2 separate regions of the Mus musculus genome follow, and region 1 is linked to region 2. Evidence: chromatin contacts called from public HiChIP or PLAC-seq data. All regions are on one chromosome and are shown on one strand. Each heading gives the region's core, a stretch centred on a gene start, on an enhancer-like site or on the middle of the called end of the contact. The rest is flanking DNA. Distances are from core to core; before and after follow the strand shown.

The links. HiChIP or PLAC-seq counts read pairs in DNA pulled down with a chosen protein or histone mark.
Region 1: a FOXA1 HiChIP or PLAC-seq map of pancreatic cancer cells shows a contact between it and region 2. The contact joins two enhancer-like sites.

What each region holds. Positions count from the first base shown.
Region 1 is chr2:168,462,924-168,470,299 of GRCm38.p6, forward strand. No RefSeq gene overlaps it. Among named protein-coding and RNA genes, the nearest start is that of Gm33413, 27 kb to the left of the region's middle. Within about 2 kb of position 3,313, at least 60 of the 459 cell types and tissues checked have an H3K27ac peak or open chromatin away from gene starts, as enhancers often do. A contact at or near this core is called in pancreatic cancer cells, where this site is marked.
Region 2 is chr2:167,705,966-167,713,263 of GRCm38.p6, forward strand. No RefSeq gene overlaps it. Among named protein-coding and RNA genes, the nearest start is that of Gm38464, 16 kb to the right of the region's middle. Within about 2 kb of position 2,631, at least 32 of the 459 cell types and tissues checked have an H3K27ac peak or open chromatin away from gene starts, as enhancers often do. A contact at or near this core is called in pancreatic cancer cells, where this site is marked.

The sequences.
Region 1 (7,376 bases), core at 2,063-4,562, 760 kb after region 2:
AAAATAAGAACACTGAGTCCCGAACCAGAATACGCTCAACTGGAACCTGGAGGCTCTCTGGTGGCCACGGGAACCTCTCACATGATGCAAACCCCTGCTCACAAGGACAAGGCAGGTCCTGGGCCTCTCTGAGTATGCCAACCATGACAGCACTGGGTGTCAACAGAGGCAGCTCCACAGTGGAGGAGCAGAGAGGGTATATGTGTGAGGGACCAGCGATGTAGTAATGGCAGGGCGTGGGCACCACTTTGTGATGGGCCTTGATGGGAAGAGGTCCGAGGTGTCGTGAGATGGGACAGGAGCGCTGTCCCCGGGGTCCCTGAGCTCAGCAGCATCCTGAGCCTCTCACCCCTAGGCTGTGCCTCAGCTCTCCATCAGCATCCTGACTCAGGCTTGTGATGTCACAGCAAAGCTGTTCCAGAGGTCTGCGGTGTGCTCAGGGCAGCCGCAAACGAGGGGACTATTTTTAACTAGGAGAGAGAGGAGTCGGGGTTTAGCCTGGTGGCCTGAGAAGCTGGGAAAACTGTGGCATCATCTTAAGGTTGCCTGCAGGGCAGGGCTTTCCCCATCATGGCAGCCTTCCTGGCCTTATAAGGTTTTCATGATGCAGGCAAAAAAGTTCCAGGGGATTGGGGTGATAGCTCACTGGGGAAGGGTGCTTGCCATGCAAGCTCAGGGCCCTGAGTTCAAATCCCCAGGTGGATGTGTCTGGAACTCCAGTACTGTGAGGGGTAGAGATGAGAGGATGGCTTGAGCTTATTGAATTTCCAGGTTCAGGGGAAGATCCTGTCACAAGGGAATAAGAACGTGATAGAGCAAGACAGAGCAAGACACCCTAGGTCCTCCTGTGGCCTCCACATGCACACACAGGTGAACACATCTATACCTCTCTCTCTCCCTCCTCCTCTCCTTCCCCGTCTCCCTCTCCCCTGTCTCCCCCCACCCCCCGTCTCCTACCCCCCCCCATATCTGTCTTTATCTCTCAGAATGGTCTGCAGAATCTATCCCATTGGTCAAACCTTGGTCATGTTGACACATGCAGAGACAGGTGAGGCCTCCCTCACACGCTACTGTCCCGCATATGCTGGGGTCATTCTCCACTGAGAAGAGAGGGAGAGGATGCTGTGTGGAGAGGAGAGCAGCCCCCTCCTCTGCTCCAGGCAGGCGGAGGGGAGGAAATGGAGAACACCGCCACAGACACAGAGCTGCTAAGGAAGAGCGAGCAGTCCGTCCCTTCACAAAAGATGGCGATAAAGTTGGACATCTGAAAGCCAGAGCTGGAGGGATCTCGGAGTGGAGAATGAACAGGTGGAACCGAGAACGAACAGCGGAGACGGAGATACCAGGAGCTCCAACCTCACGATGATGGAAATTTCCAGGGGAAGAGTCAAGGGGGCTGACCAGAGAAGGGCATGTTCATACATACACACATGCTTGTACATACGTACACACAAACACATATACACATAGGCATGCATGTTCACACATGCACATGGGTACACACAAACATGCATATGTGTTGACACATGCACATACACAGACACATGTACATGTGTTCACACGTGCCTACATGTGCAATGCACATACACAGACCCATGCACGCATGCAAAAGCATGTACATGTGTACACATATGCACACATGTTCGACATGCACATGGGTACACATAAACACATGTATACTTGTACACATGCATACATGTTCACACATGCACATATGCACACACATGTACACACACAAACACATATACACACTATGTCATAGTTGGAGTTTTCTGATTTCTGTCCCACCTAATGCCAATCACATGGCCACCCTGTCTGGAAGCAATCCTGTCGTAAGTGGTCAGCTGCTCAGGACTGAGACTCAGCCTCTCACAAGATTTGCCTCAGCTTGGCTGCCAGAAAGCAAAGACAGCTTCCGTGTTCTGAGGGAGAAACATTTTCAACGAAGGGTCTTCCTGGGGCAAAAACCTGGTGCTCTCATCAGACACTGAAGAATCTGAAAATTCACAAGCCATGTACTCTATGAGAGAGCTCCCTAGCAAGTGTGTTTGTGTCCCCAAAAGCCACCTCAAAAAGAGGTAGCAAAGGCATTGGTGAGTGTGCTGTGGTGGCAAGACCATGGGAGAGGCAGAGGATCCAGATGGGAGCTTGCTTGCTTCCTCGGTGGTGAGGAAACAGAGCCACATTTCCCTCTGTGGCTCCATTTGCATCCAAATCCATCAGCGAATACTATTTGTTTTTTTGAGAACCAGCTTACTGACAAGTCCAAGCTTAGTTCTGCATTCCAGAACTGCCCAGTGAGACGAGCAGCTAATAGAGCATTTGTTTACTCCTGTAGCCGAGGCTCCGTCCTGAGCACACAGTGCAGGCAAGAGAGTCACACCTGGCACCAACCTCTGGCTTCCATGAGCACATGCAGATATGCAATGCATCACATGTGCGTGTGCACGTGCACACATACAAATAAATACACATACACATGCACACACACAAACGCACATATACATATGCATGCACTCAGGCACACACGCACATGCACACACATATACACAAATGCGCACACACTGTGCACAAACACATATGCACACACACAAGTGACACACATGCATGTGTGCTCACATGCACACACACATACACACACGGACATACACACTATACAAAGATTGTGTGTTTTTACTCTTTATTATGGTGTGTTTCGCCCAGGTGTGTGGTATTGTCATTGTTTAGAAAACAGTTCCGTCTTCAAAATCGAATATTAATTACAATATGCTGAAAGACTTCTGGGCGACTCTGAGCTGGAATTGAGGACTCTGGCAAAGGCATTGTGGTGAGGTGGCACAGAAGTCTGGAGTCACCCTGAGCAGCTACTTAGCCGGGTCACCCCTCTGTTCTGTTCTGTGGCTCAAGTCTCTCTCACTGTCTCAGGCAGTCTCCCTGGCAAAGAGCCCTCGCAATGGAGAGCCTTGGCAGACATGTTACAAAGGAAACACAGGATGTCTGGGCAGGGACTGGGTTTGACTGTCCCCTCCCAGGGGCAAGGGATGGAGGGTGGGCCTAAGGATTGAGGTTACTGCAGACAGCAAACCATTCTTGACACTGGTAAATCCACCTGGGCTGACAGTGTCCTCTGGGTCCCCAAAACATGTCAAGGAAATCAGGACCATGGGGTCTTTTCTGCACTCCCGCTTTGACTGTCCTTTGGTCTGCCCTGCCTGGAGTCCCAGGGGGCTCCCTTAGCATCTCTGTGGTCCTCTCAGTGAGTCACGCTGGGCTGCCTTCACTATCTGGGGAACCCAAGATCCATCCCTTAATTTGCTCCAGCTGTGTCTCTGTAAGCCTGAGGTCATCCAATCTGGCAGAGGAGGAAGGCCCAGCTTGTTGTGTCTTTGTTTCATTCAAATGGCTGGGACGGTGACTCACCCGGCTTCTCTCTCTAAACCAGGCCACCGTCCGGGAGTCGTGGTTTTGATTATAGACCCTGACCTCAAAAATACGCTCACATCACTTTTGAAATATTCTTCAGCACCGCAGAACTCAGCTCTGATGGGGAAAGGATAGTGAGGGGATGGCAGCCTTGGCAGGGGGCGTGCTAAACACTGCCTGGGCCGCAGTAGTCCTCCGGTGCTTGTCAGAGACTTTGGCCTGAATCAGAGTGGGGACATTAGCCTTGTCATGTGACCCAGGCCAGTGATGGACATGATGATGGTGATGATGGTGGTGATGACAACCATCATTACCATCACCATTATCAGCACCGACCACCGCACCCAACGCTCACTCTGGGCCACGCATTTCCTAATGCATTAAGTGGGCTCATTTTAACATCTAACAGCTCCTGGTCTTGCCACTGGAGTTGGAGGTGTGAGTTGCCTCATCCAGCCCTCCCAGGAGCCACGTTCAGCCCTGAGGCACAAGGTGTGAATCCACGAAGAGCAGGGAGGGAGAGTGGAGGTTGTGAACAGGCGTGTGAATGGGATGGGTGGTCAGCGGTTCATGGGAAAAGGTGGCGGGTAGTGGGGTAGCTGACTACAAAAAGGAGGGCAGCATCAAGGTGTGGTTTGTGGAGACTGTCATTATCTGTGTCCTGGCTACAGCTTGGCTGTGACTGTGACTGAGTAGATCAGGGATCAGAGCCGTCCCAACACCCACGGGCTTTAGGACAGAACGCAGCAAACAGTACATTTCACCTCAAGATTGACATGGAGAACCGGGTGAGCATCCATTCAAGTAATGAGGGCTGGTGTCAGGGGGCTTTCACGGAGATTGGAACGCCTGTGCTCAGCAAAGGGGTCAGTGTCCCATTTGGCGGAAGGTCACATTGAGGGGGGAGCTGAAGGGGTGAGATGACACAGGTGGCTTTGGTGGAGGTGCTTGTAGTGGGTGTGTCACCTTCCATCTGGTGTCTGAGTGGTGGCTTCTCCAGCCAGACAGGAGGACTCAGCTGCCATGGCTCAGCCAAAGCCTACCAGCAGATGGTATCTCAGCACTGGTGACTTGTGGCCCTCCGTGTGGTGTCTGGGTGTTGACAGATTACCTATGGTTGGCCAAAGTACAGGTGGAGGACTCCCCCCATTTGAAAACAGAAAATCCAGTGTGTCCCCAGACCAGAACTACTTTGCAACGTATCCTTGTGGGAAAAGCACAGAACTTTTGCACACAAAGCTACAAAAAATGCTCCCTGCAAATTCCCTTCAGGCTGAGTGTGCAAGAAGTTTGCACTTCAGGCTTGCATTCCCAAGAGATCTCATTATGAATATGCAAATATCCCAGCGCCTCAGCAGGTGGCAAGGATGAGGGAGACTATACATGAGCTCCTTTCAGTGTTGGCCATCACAAGGGCCCGCTAACAGGGGCCTAAGATTTCCTTGCTGGAGGTCAGAAGCCCCAAAGCAGGGTGTCCCCAGATGGCACCCAGGGCCTCATGAGAGCTAGGCAAGCATTCAACCTCTTAAGCTAAGAAGGCTCCTTTCATTCTTTATTTTGAGTCTCGGTGCCCAGCTGGCCATGAACTGTGAACTTCTTCATCTTTCTGCCTCGGTGTCAGAGGAGCTAGCACGAGGGCCTGCGTCACCAGGCCTGGCCCTCAGTAGCTTGAGGCTATGGAACCACTGTCTCTGCCTTTGTCTGGGTGCCCTCTCTCCATTAAGGCTGCTTGTCATGGGATTTGGTTTCTCTGAATGATGAGGCTGGCCTCCCCTGAGATCGGTGCCTGTATCGCATGCCCAGATCCCTCCTCTAGACAAGTCACTTCTATAGGTCCCCAGTGAGCGTAGGGAACAGGGGGAGTCATCATCCAGCCCGCCTCACACGGTGCTGTGCACTCCCCTTCTAAGTAGGGCTTCCTGAGAACAGCAACTGTGTCATTCAGTCTCTCAACCATTCATTTATCTCATTCACTCATTCGTTCCTCTCCACTTGTTTATCTTCATTCATTCATTCATTCACTCATTCATCTTTACTCACTCAAACATTCATCATTTATCCATTCATGCATTTATCATTCATACACCTTCACTTCATTCATTCGTTCATTCATCTTCATCATTCATTCATTCATCTTCACTCATTCATTCATTCATTCATCTGTTTATCCGTTCATGCATTTATCATTATTCATACACTTTTACTCATGTGTTTATCTTCATTCATTCACTCACTCATTCATTCATTTTCATTTACTCATTCATATTCACCCATTCATTCATTCATCACTTATTCATATTCACTCACTCATACATTCATCTTTGTTTATCCATTCATACATCATTCATTCACCTTTACTCATTTGCTTATCTTCATTCATTCATTCACGCATTCACCTTCACTCGTTCATCCAGCGCATATTGGTGGAACTTCTATCATTTCCCATGTCTAACGTGAGGCTCTGTAGGGAGCTGAGCCTGGTGACACTGCAGATGGGCTGCAGAGGAAGGGATAGAGGAACTGCAGTAGTGGGGTGGCTTCTAACTGGGAGTCCTGCTTTCTGAAGAGGTGACAGGCAAGCTGCATCCTGAGGCTGGATAGAAGTGGCCATGGCAACAGTCTGTCTGGTGTACTTTCTATTTCTGCATGGCAGTGCCTGGAAGAGGGCTCACCTTTGATCTCAATGCCATTTCGTCACCAAGTGCCCTGAAGTGGGAATGGCTCTGGGGACAGAACACACAGCCCTGGGATACAGTGAGATCTGGGTCAGGACAAAGGCTATCCTGTTGCTGGGACCTGAGGGGGGACAGAGCAGCCCTGGGAAGCTGCTGTGCACTTCTCTGCTTGTATCCCAGCTGGCTCCTTATGTCTCCTCCAGGGGGCAGCGGGACTCCACCAGAGGCCTTCCTCCAGCGTCCCAGAGGCCGGCTGTCTCTTCTCATCTTGGAATAGAGCCTCCAAGTTCAAGTTTGGCATGAAAGGTACTGTCAGTACATGCCAGGGAGCTGGGCCCCAAGGATGCACCTCTCACACTGGTGTGCTTGGAAACTCCTTGGGAGACAGGTTTGCTGTCACTGTGGATCATAAGGCCTGACAGTTAAATCCACTTGGGGACATGGGTGTCCCCACAGACACAGAGGCTGTTTCCCCATCTTGGGGATAGGAAGGAAGTCCGTTTCCAAGGTCACACTTGTGTTCTGCCAGAGTCAAGTGCTGAGACTGTCCCCACCCCCTCCCATAAACAAATTCCCTTGACCCATTTGTCTCCCCTTTTCCATTCCCTGGAGAGAGAGAGAGAGAGGGAGAGAGAGAGAGAGAGAGAGAGAGAGAGAGAGAGAGAGAGAGAGTGTGTGTGTGTGTGTGTGTGTGTGTGTGTGTGTGTAGGGGGTACTGGGATACAGCCTAGGACCTAGCACATGCTAAGCAAATACTCCATCACTGGGCTAACAAACACAGGCCTCTTACCATTTTTTAATTTGGGGATAGGGTCTCACTAGATCTCCTGTGATGGTCTTGATTTCACTCTGGTGTTCAGGTTAGCTTTGGACTTCCAATCCCCCTGCCTCCGCCTCTGAGGAGATGAGATGACAGGCCTGTGCCTCCACACACAGCATCTTCCTCCTAGCTCTTATGTGGTTAAAGCCCCTGCTTATGCTTCAGGTAGACCTTAAGGATGGCTGGGTCGCCCAGGCCACTCCCCCGAATGGCTCTATGTTCCTCAGAGTGGTCAGGGTGAGGAGGTGGCACAGCAAATTTGGTGACACTTCTCAGCTAGGTGTGTGGTCATGGGCTGTGTCCCCTGAGCCTCTTGCTTACCTGGGTAGTGAGAAAGGCCTCCACCTCAGGCTGTCTATAAGGCTCGGTGACAGAGTCTGGTGGCAGCTGTACCATCCCTGACCACTCACCCCTGCAGCTCCTTCTTCCACGGCACCTGTTGCTCATCTCCATGCCTC
Region 2 (7,298 bases), core at 1,381-3,880:
ACCACACCTCAGCTCCCTGAAGGAGAGGGCAGTAGGTGCTGGTTTGGGTTGACCTAGCCAGGGCAGAGCTGGAAGAAAGGAGCAGGGTCCTGTCCAGGAGGAGGCTGGGAAGAAGACACCTGTCCCTGCCCTGTGCCCCTGGGGCTAGCCAGAAGAGTATCTACCCAGACCTCAGGCTGGAGACCAGGGGTCAGGTGGGCTGGGGGACAGGGACAGAGAAACAGAGAGAAAGGCAGAGTTAGCTAGGGGGACAGCAGCTGAGCTGTGTAGGGTGAGGGCAGGCTAGGTACCACATGCCCACTGGGAATGGAACAGGCGTCCATATGTGGGGACCCAGGTGGCACGGGCCTGGCCCTCCAGTCACCAGCCACTCCCTGTCTTTTTGTCCTCCTGGAGCTGTGGCTGCCTCTCCAGGGGGCCTCGTTAGAGGGCAACTGGGAAGGCCTCAGCACTGAGGTAATCACAGTCTGGAATGTTCTCTAGGAGGTCCAGGTGCAGGCGAATAGGTCCATCACGTCTTGGACTCCCAGGGCCTTGTGTGTCAGGACAGACATACCACTTTGTCCCAGAGCCCCCACACCCCCTTGACAGCTCTTCTCAGCTCCTTCCTAAAGCCTCCCATGGCTTCCCAAGCTGTAAACTGACCTCCCCTTTGCCCGGGGCCTTGAGTTGGGCCTCCAGCTCTGGCCTTTCTTCCTGGCCTCCTCTTTTGCCTTTTCTGAGACTGGGTCTTTCCACATTGCCATGGTTGGCCTTGTAATCACTTCTGGCCAGCAGGCCTTGAACTCAAGGCAATCCTCCTGCCTGTGATTTACCACCGCAGCTGGCTTGACCTCCTGCTATTTCCTGAACCTTCTGAATCTGACCCACCACAGGACCTTTGCACCTGTGAGTGCAGCCCGCGCATCCTTCAGCTCAAAGTCCCCACGAGGACTCAGAGAGGCCCACACTCCTCAGACTCCTCGGGCTGTCCAGGCTCTCTCCTCCCCGAGCTCAGCGCCCTCTGCTCTCTTATGAGTGTTGTTGGTTTTGTTTAGCCCAGGCTGACCTTGAACTCACTACATATCGAGGGATGACCTTGAATTCTTGGTTTTGCCTGCACCTGGGCTGGGATCCCAGGTCTATACCATCAGGCCTGGCTGTTGGCTCTTTTTTTCCCCAATTTTACTTTTACTCTCCTACTTTACTTTCTCAGTCTCTTTTAAAGACAGGGTCTCACGGGACCCAGCTTCTGCTCGATTGTCCCCCCTGCCTCAGCCTCCTGAGAAGCTGGGATTAGGGTTGTCTATTGCCAGGCCTGACTATTGCTGGAGAGTTAAAGTGACCAGGGCCCACTGCAGCAGGAGTGAGAGGTTAGGGGTGAGGGGTTAGGAGTGAGGGGTGAGGGATGAGGGTGAGGAGTGAGGATGAGGGATGAAGGATGAGGGTGAGGAGTGAGGGTGAGGGATGAGGGTGAGGAGTGAGGGTGAGGGATGAGGGTGAGGAGTGAGGATGAGGGATGAAGGTGGGGATGAGGGATGAGGGTGAGGAGTGAGGGTGAGGGATGAAGGTGAGGGATGAGGGGTGAGGGTGAGAGATGAAGGTGAGGAGTGAGGGTGAGGGATGAGGGTGAGGAGTGAGAGTGAGGGATGAGGGATGAAGGTGAGGGATGAGGGTGAGGAGTGAGGGGTGAGGGTGAGAGATGAAGATGAGGGATGAGGGTGAGGAGTGAGGGTGAGGGGTGAGGGTGAGGGTGAGGGATGAGGGATGAGGGTGAGGGATGAAGGTGAGGGATGAGGGGTGAGGGATGTGGGGTGAGGGTGAGAGATGAAGGTGAGGAGTGAGGGTGAGGGATGAGGGATGAGGGTGAGGGATGAAGGTGAGGGATGAGGGGTGAGGGTGAGAGATGAAGGTGAGGAGTGAGGGTGAGGGATGAGGGTGAGGAGTGAGAGTGAGGGATGAGGGATGAAGGTGAGGGATGAGGATGAGGAGTGAGGGGTGAGGGTGAGAGATGAAGATGAAGGATGAGGGTGAGGGATGAGGGTGAGGAGTGAGGGTGAGGGATGAAGGTGAGGAGTGAGGGTGAGGGATGAGGGATGAGGGGTGAGGGTGAGAGATGAAGATGAGGGATGAGGGTGAGGGATGAAGGTGAGGAATGGAGGTGAGAGTTGAAGGAGAGGGTGGAGGGTGAGAGTGAGAGATGAGGGCTGAGGGTAAGGGATGAAGGTGAGGGATGAGGGATGAAGGGTGAGGGTGAGGGGTGAGGAGGCTTAAGCCCTTTCTGATCCACCATGACTCCTTCATTTACATCCCGTGAAGTATCAAGAGTTTCTGGGGCTGTGGCTCACTTGGTAGCGTGCATGTGGCAAACCCTGGGCTTGGTCCTCAGTGCTCCATAAACCAGGTGTGGTAGTGCACGCCTGTAATCCCCGTACTCAGGCGGAGGTGGGACTTCAGGGTCATCCTTGGTCACACTAGGTTCTAGGCCAGCCTGGGCTACATGAGCCTGTCCTAAAGTTTCTCTCTCTGGGACGTGAGGAGTGGGCCCGCTCCCCAGGCGCACGCGCAGCAGTCAGAGCCTCCAGCCATGCTGAGTTCCCGGCTCACCCCGTCTCCACCCCGACCTCTGCCACAACTAGTGCAGCTCTGAGTGAATCACCCATGAGTCCTCTGGCCTCCAGCGACTCCCTTGCTCCCAGCCCTCTCTTTCTATTCTCTGTGTGCCTGATGAAACAAGAACCGCATCACAACTTTCTGTGCTCCAGAGCTTCCCGTGGCTCCTACTGCCTTAAAGATTAATCTTACAACCTGTAGATGCCGTGACACGAGTGGGCGACTCCTCCTCCTCCTCCCTCCCCTTCCCAGGCTACCTTTCCTGTCCCCTCCCCCCCACACTTGCCCCCTGTCTCCAGCTGAGGCTGCCTGGGTTCTTCCAGGGACACCTGCTAGCCTCAGGGTGTTTGCAAGGCTGCCTCCTCCACTTGGCGTGCTTTCTCCCTCCTCTTTCCCTAGCTTGCCTTGCTGATGGGGAGACCCTCTAGTAGCAGACCACCGGACTCTTTCTTAGGCCCCTGGGCCCACCTCTAGGGGCTGTGAGAGAAGACCTCTGAGGACAGGAGCCCTGTCACCTGGGAGCAGGGAGGATGTCAGGGCCAGCTGTTCACTCTCTGACAAGCTCCTGGGTCGTGAGGTCTCAGAAGCCTGGTGGCAGCTGAGCCCCATTCTGTCAGCACAGCCCGTGGCTTAGACTCTGCTGCTGTAAACTTGAACAGACCCATCCCCAGGGGGAGACTTTCTAGGTGCTCCCTGGTTTAGTCCTTGTAGGCCTCTGGATCCCCCACCCACCGTTGTCACAAAAGACTCCTTAGCTGACATTGTTCCACACCCCAGGATGCAAAGCAGGAATCCTGCTGACTGCTTTCTTGGAGTGTTCCCAGTGCACACTGCAAGGCTTGGTGCACAGTACATGCTCAATAAATGTTTGTTGAATGACTGAATAAAGACATAACAGAATGAGTTGGAGGTTGGGAGCAAGGTCACTGGTTCTCCCATCCACCACCAGCCTGGATCCTCACGGTGCCACCATGGCTGCCGAAGCACTTGCCATCTCTTCCACATGCGGTCAAGGCCAAGGCAGGGAAAGGTGCTCAGATACCCACTTAAGACTGAAGAAAGCAGCCAGGGAGTGTCCCATGTCTTAATCCCAGTACTTGTGAGGCAGAAGCAGTCAGATCTTTGTTAAGTTTGAGGCTAGCCTGGTCTATAGAGCTAGTTCCAGGACAGCCAGCGCTACACAGAGAAACCCTGTTCTCAAAACAAACAAAACAAAACAAAACACCAAAAAACAAAACTAAAAACAAAGCAAAAGAAAAAAAAAACAAAATAAAAAAACCGAAAAACCCCCAATGAGTGCCAGGGATGGAGAACAGAAGGGCCCTGGAGGGGAGCAAGGCAGAAGGCCTAGTGAGAAGGCCTAGTGAGCTAGGCATCCCATGCTGTCACCTGTCCCCCAACCCCGCACCTCCAGTAATGGCACTTTCACAGGACTATCCTCAGACACTGCACTCTGAAGTGACCACGGGTCCTATGACATCTGTGACGTGTATTCATCCTTGTGCAATGTTGGGGTGGGGGTGCAGACCACGACCTCGGAGAGAAGGAGGAGGCTGGTGCTCAGGTTATAGCAGGCTGGGGAGGGAGGGACCTGTCTGGGCAGAGTATCGGGTGTGTGTTCCACCACTGCTGGGAGGAGCTCTGGGTGTCCAGGGTACAGACTGCAGCTCTGTGTTCCACAAGAGCCACCCTACTTAATAACCACAGCTACTGGGGCCTGTGTGCTCCCCAGATGTGGGGCCAGCCCTGGGAGGGGGAGGGGGCACCAGTTTTGTTGTCATTCCCACGTTATAGAGGCAGAAATGGCTTTAGAGACATCTGTGGTCTCCTGGGAAGAGAGCAAGCTGGGGACAGGGTGGTCTGGGTCCAAGTCCTTGCTCCGCCAAGCTCTGGGCTGCCTGTGCATTTGTCTTTTTGCTGAGTATCCATCCGCTTGCCCATGAGTATTTGTTTGTTTTTGAGACAGGGTTTTAGGTAGCCGAGCATGAACTTGACCCCTGATCCTCCCTGCTTCTCCCTGATGTGCCTTCAAGGCAAACTGAAGACTGGAGGTGCTGAGGCTGGGTGTCTCCCATGAAAGCTCGATCCTGGATGGATGCTCAGAATCATAGTCTCTACCGTTTAAAGAGACACTTGTGACCTGTCCTGATGTTCCTGAGGCCTCTTGTTAGCTGTGGTCACCCGCTGGGGTGGTTGCGAAAGCCCTTTCTCTCTCCCCACTGTTGATAAAGCAAGGAAATCATTAGGCATTGTGCCATCCTGTGGCCAGTCCGTTGCCCCTTTCCCGCCTGGAGGCTTGGGTGGGGCCAGCTTCTCCTTCTCCCTCCAGGAGGCTAGATGGATCTGAAGGGGGCTTTTGGGGAGTGGGAGGTGATGGGCTGGATGTCAGGTCCTCCACCACCTGTCACCCTTGGGTAATGGTGGCTCCAGCTTGCCTGGTGTTCAGGCAGGATCCAGCCCTTACCCTGCGTGTTCTGAGTTGTCTTTAAAGTCACCCTGAAGCCAACCAGGCTTCCCTGGCCCCTCCCCCTGGATTCAAGCTCCACTGTTCTCCCACCCACTCCAGGGCAGTAGCCACCAAGGTCTCTCCGATGCCATATTTTGGGAGGAGGACTGGGGGTGTGTGTGTCGAGACAGGGTCTCTCTGTGTAGCCCTGGCTGTCCTGGAACTCCCTCTGTAGACCAGGCTGGCCTCGAACTCACAGAGAGCCACCTGCCTCTGCCTCTGAAGTGCTGGGATTAAAGGCATGCACCACCATGCCCGGCTAATTGCCACCATTTTTTATACACCGTATTATCTGTTTAATGTCCCTGTCCCTCCTGGGAATGTCACCGGTGGTTCTCAGTCCAGGGACTGTGGTCTGCCGTGATCATGGTAGCCCATAGCCTTGCGCAGTATTCTGCACTCCGCAGACACCGGCTGAAGTCATGGTGGGGTAGGAGCTGCTGGCAGCCCAGACACTGCAGCACAGATGGCTTGAGAATGGGACCTAGGACAGATGTCACCCTCCTTCAGGGTCATCTGGCTACTTTGTAGGTCTCTTTGTCATGCCCCACCTATGGTGGTTTGAATATGCTTGGTCCCAATTAAATGCTGTCCTTATAATTGTTGCCTTGGCTGTGCGTGGTGGCACACACCTTTAATCCCAGCACTTTCGAGGCAGAGGCAGGCGAATTTCTGAGTTTGAGGTCAGCCTGGTCTACTGAGTTCCAGGACAGCCAGGGCTACACAGAGAAACCCTGTCTCGAAAAACAAAACAAAACAAAACAAAACAGCCAACAAAAAAAAGTGTTGCCTTGGTCATGGCGTCTGTGCCACCTGTGCCCCCACCCAACCCCTCTCTCCCTTTCCCTATCCTGGCTTGCTTTGTTTCTTTATTTTTGGCCTCTTCTCCCTGAGAGGGCCAGCAGAGAACACCTTGTCCAGGAGGTCAGTGACAGGCCTGCAGGGACACCACAAGAACAATAAGGAGCTGTGCTGGTGGTCAGCTAAGTCAGAGGGAGAAGGAAGGGGGCCGTGTGGCTCGTGAGTCTGGGCACTAATGATACGGTGTAATAATGGGCACACAAAGAGCACTAATCTGATATTCCACGTGTGCTTCTTACAATAGATACAATCAGACTCGCAGTTAGCTAAGTCATTCCCCACCTATCCGCACACTCCACCAAGATCATTATCATCCTTCATAATTAAGAGCCTAGCGAAGCTCAGCAGCCCACGGTCCAGCTCCAGGGAGTCCTGCCCAGCAGGCCCTCCCAATGCTGGGATAATAGCTACCCCCACATGGCCGGGCGAGGCCATGTTGCTCGCCCCATCCTAGGCTGTCCCAGGCTCCAAGGTCTTAGAAATCAACTCTATCTGACATTCAGGACTGCAGCAGGCAGCCCCTGGGCCAGGCCAGCCCGGAGATGTGTTGGGTCTGGGGTGTGGGGCTTATGCTGTGGATTTACATGCATGGCCCACGCTGAAAATAAGGCTTCAGCCTGGCTTCCCTGGAGCAGTGGGAAGATAAGAGTGTGATGTCTCTACTGGCCATGTCAGGGTCACATTTGCCTACTGCCAGTTCATTTGAACGTCTCGTCTCTGCCTAGAACCTTTCGGCCACTGAGTTTGAGGCGCTCCTGTGGTGTACAGAGTTGGAACTCATTTATTTATTTATTTTATTTTATTTTTTTTTAGATTTATTTATTTATTATATGTAAGTACACTGTAGCTGTCTTCAGACGCACCAGAAGAGGTCATCAGATCTCATTACGGGTGGTTGTGAGCCACCATGTGGTTGCTGGGATTTGAACTTCGGACCTTCAGAAGAGCAGTCGGGTGCTCTTACCCACTGAGCCATCTCACCAGCCCTGGAACTCATTTATAAGAGAGGCCATGAGGTTCAAAGAGGCAAGGAACTGACTGCACAGTGAGCCTTTGCTCAGGCTGATGTGTAAGCGCTGGGGACAGAGGGACTGTGCTGACAGACCAGGGAGCTGGGGTTAGAGAGTGGGTTTGAGACGCTCAAGAGATCAAAGCTGCCATTTGGACAGGAAGCTCAGTGAACTCGCAGTGATCATCAGCCCGGGTCCCAGTAGAGAGGAAGTGGGGGGCGGGGGGGGGGGGGAAGCCGGTAGAGAAGAAGGTTCAGTGTTGTATGCTGCACGGAGCACAGAGCCTGTCCTGTCGAACCAATGATGAATCCTGTAAAGTCGTGTGTCCC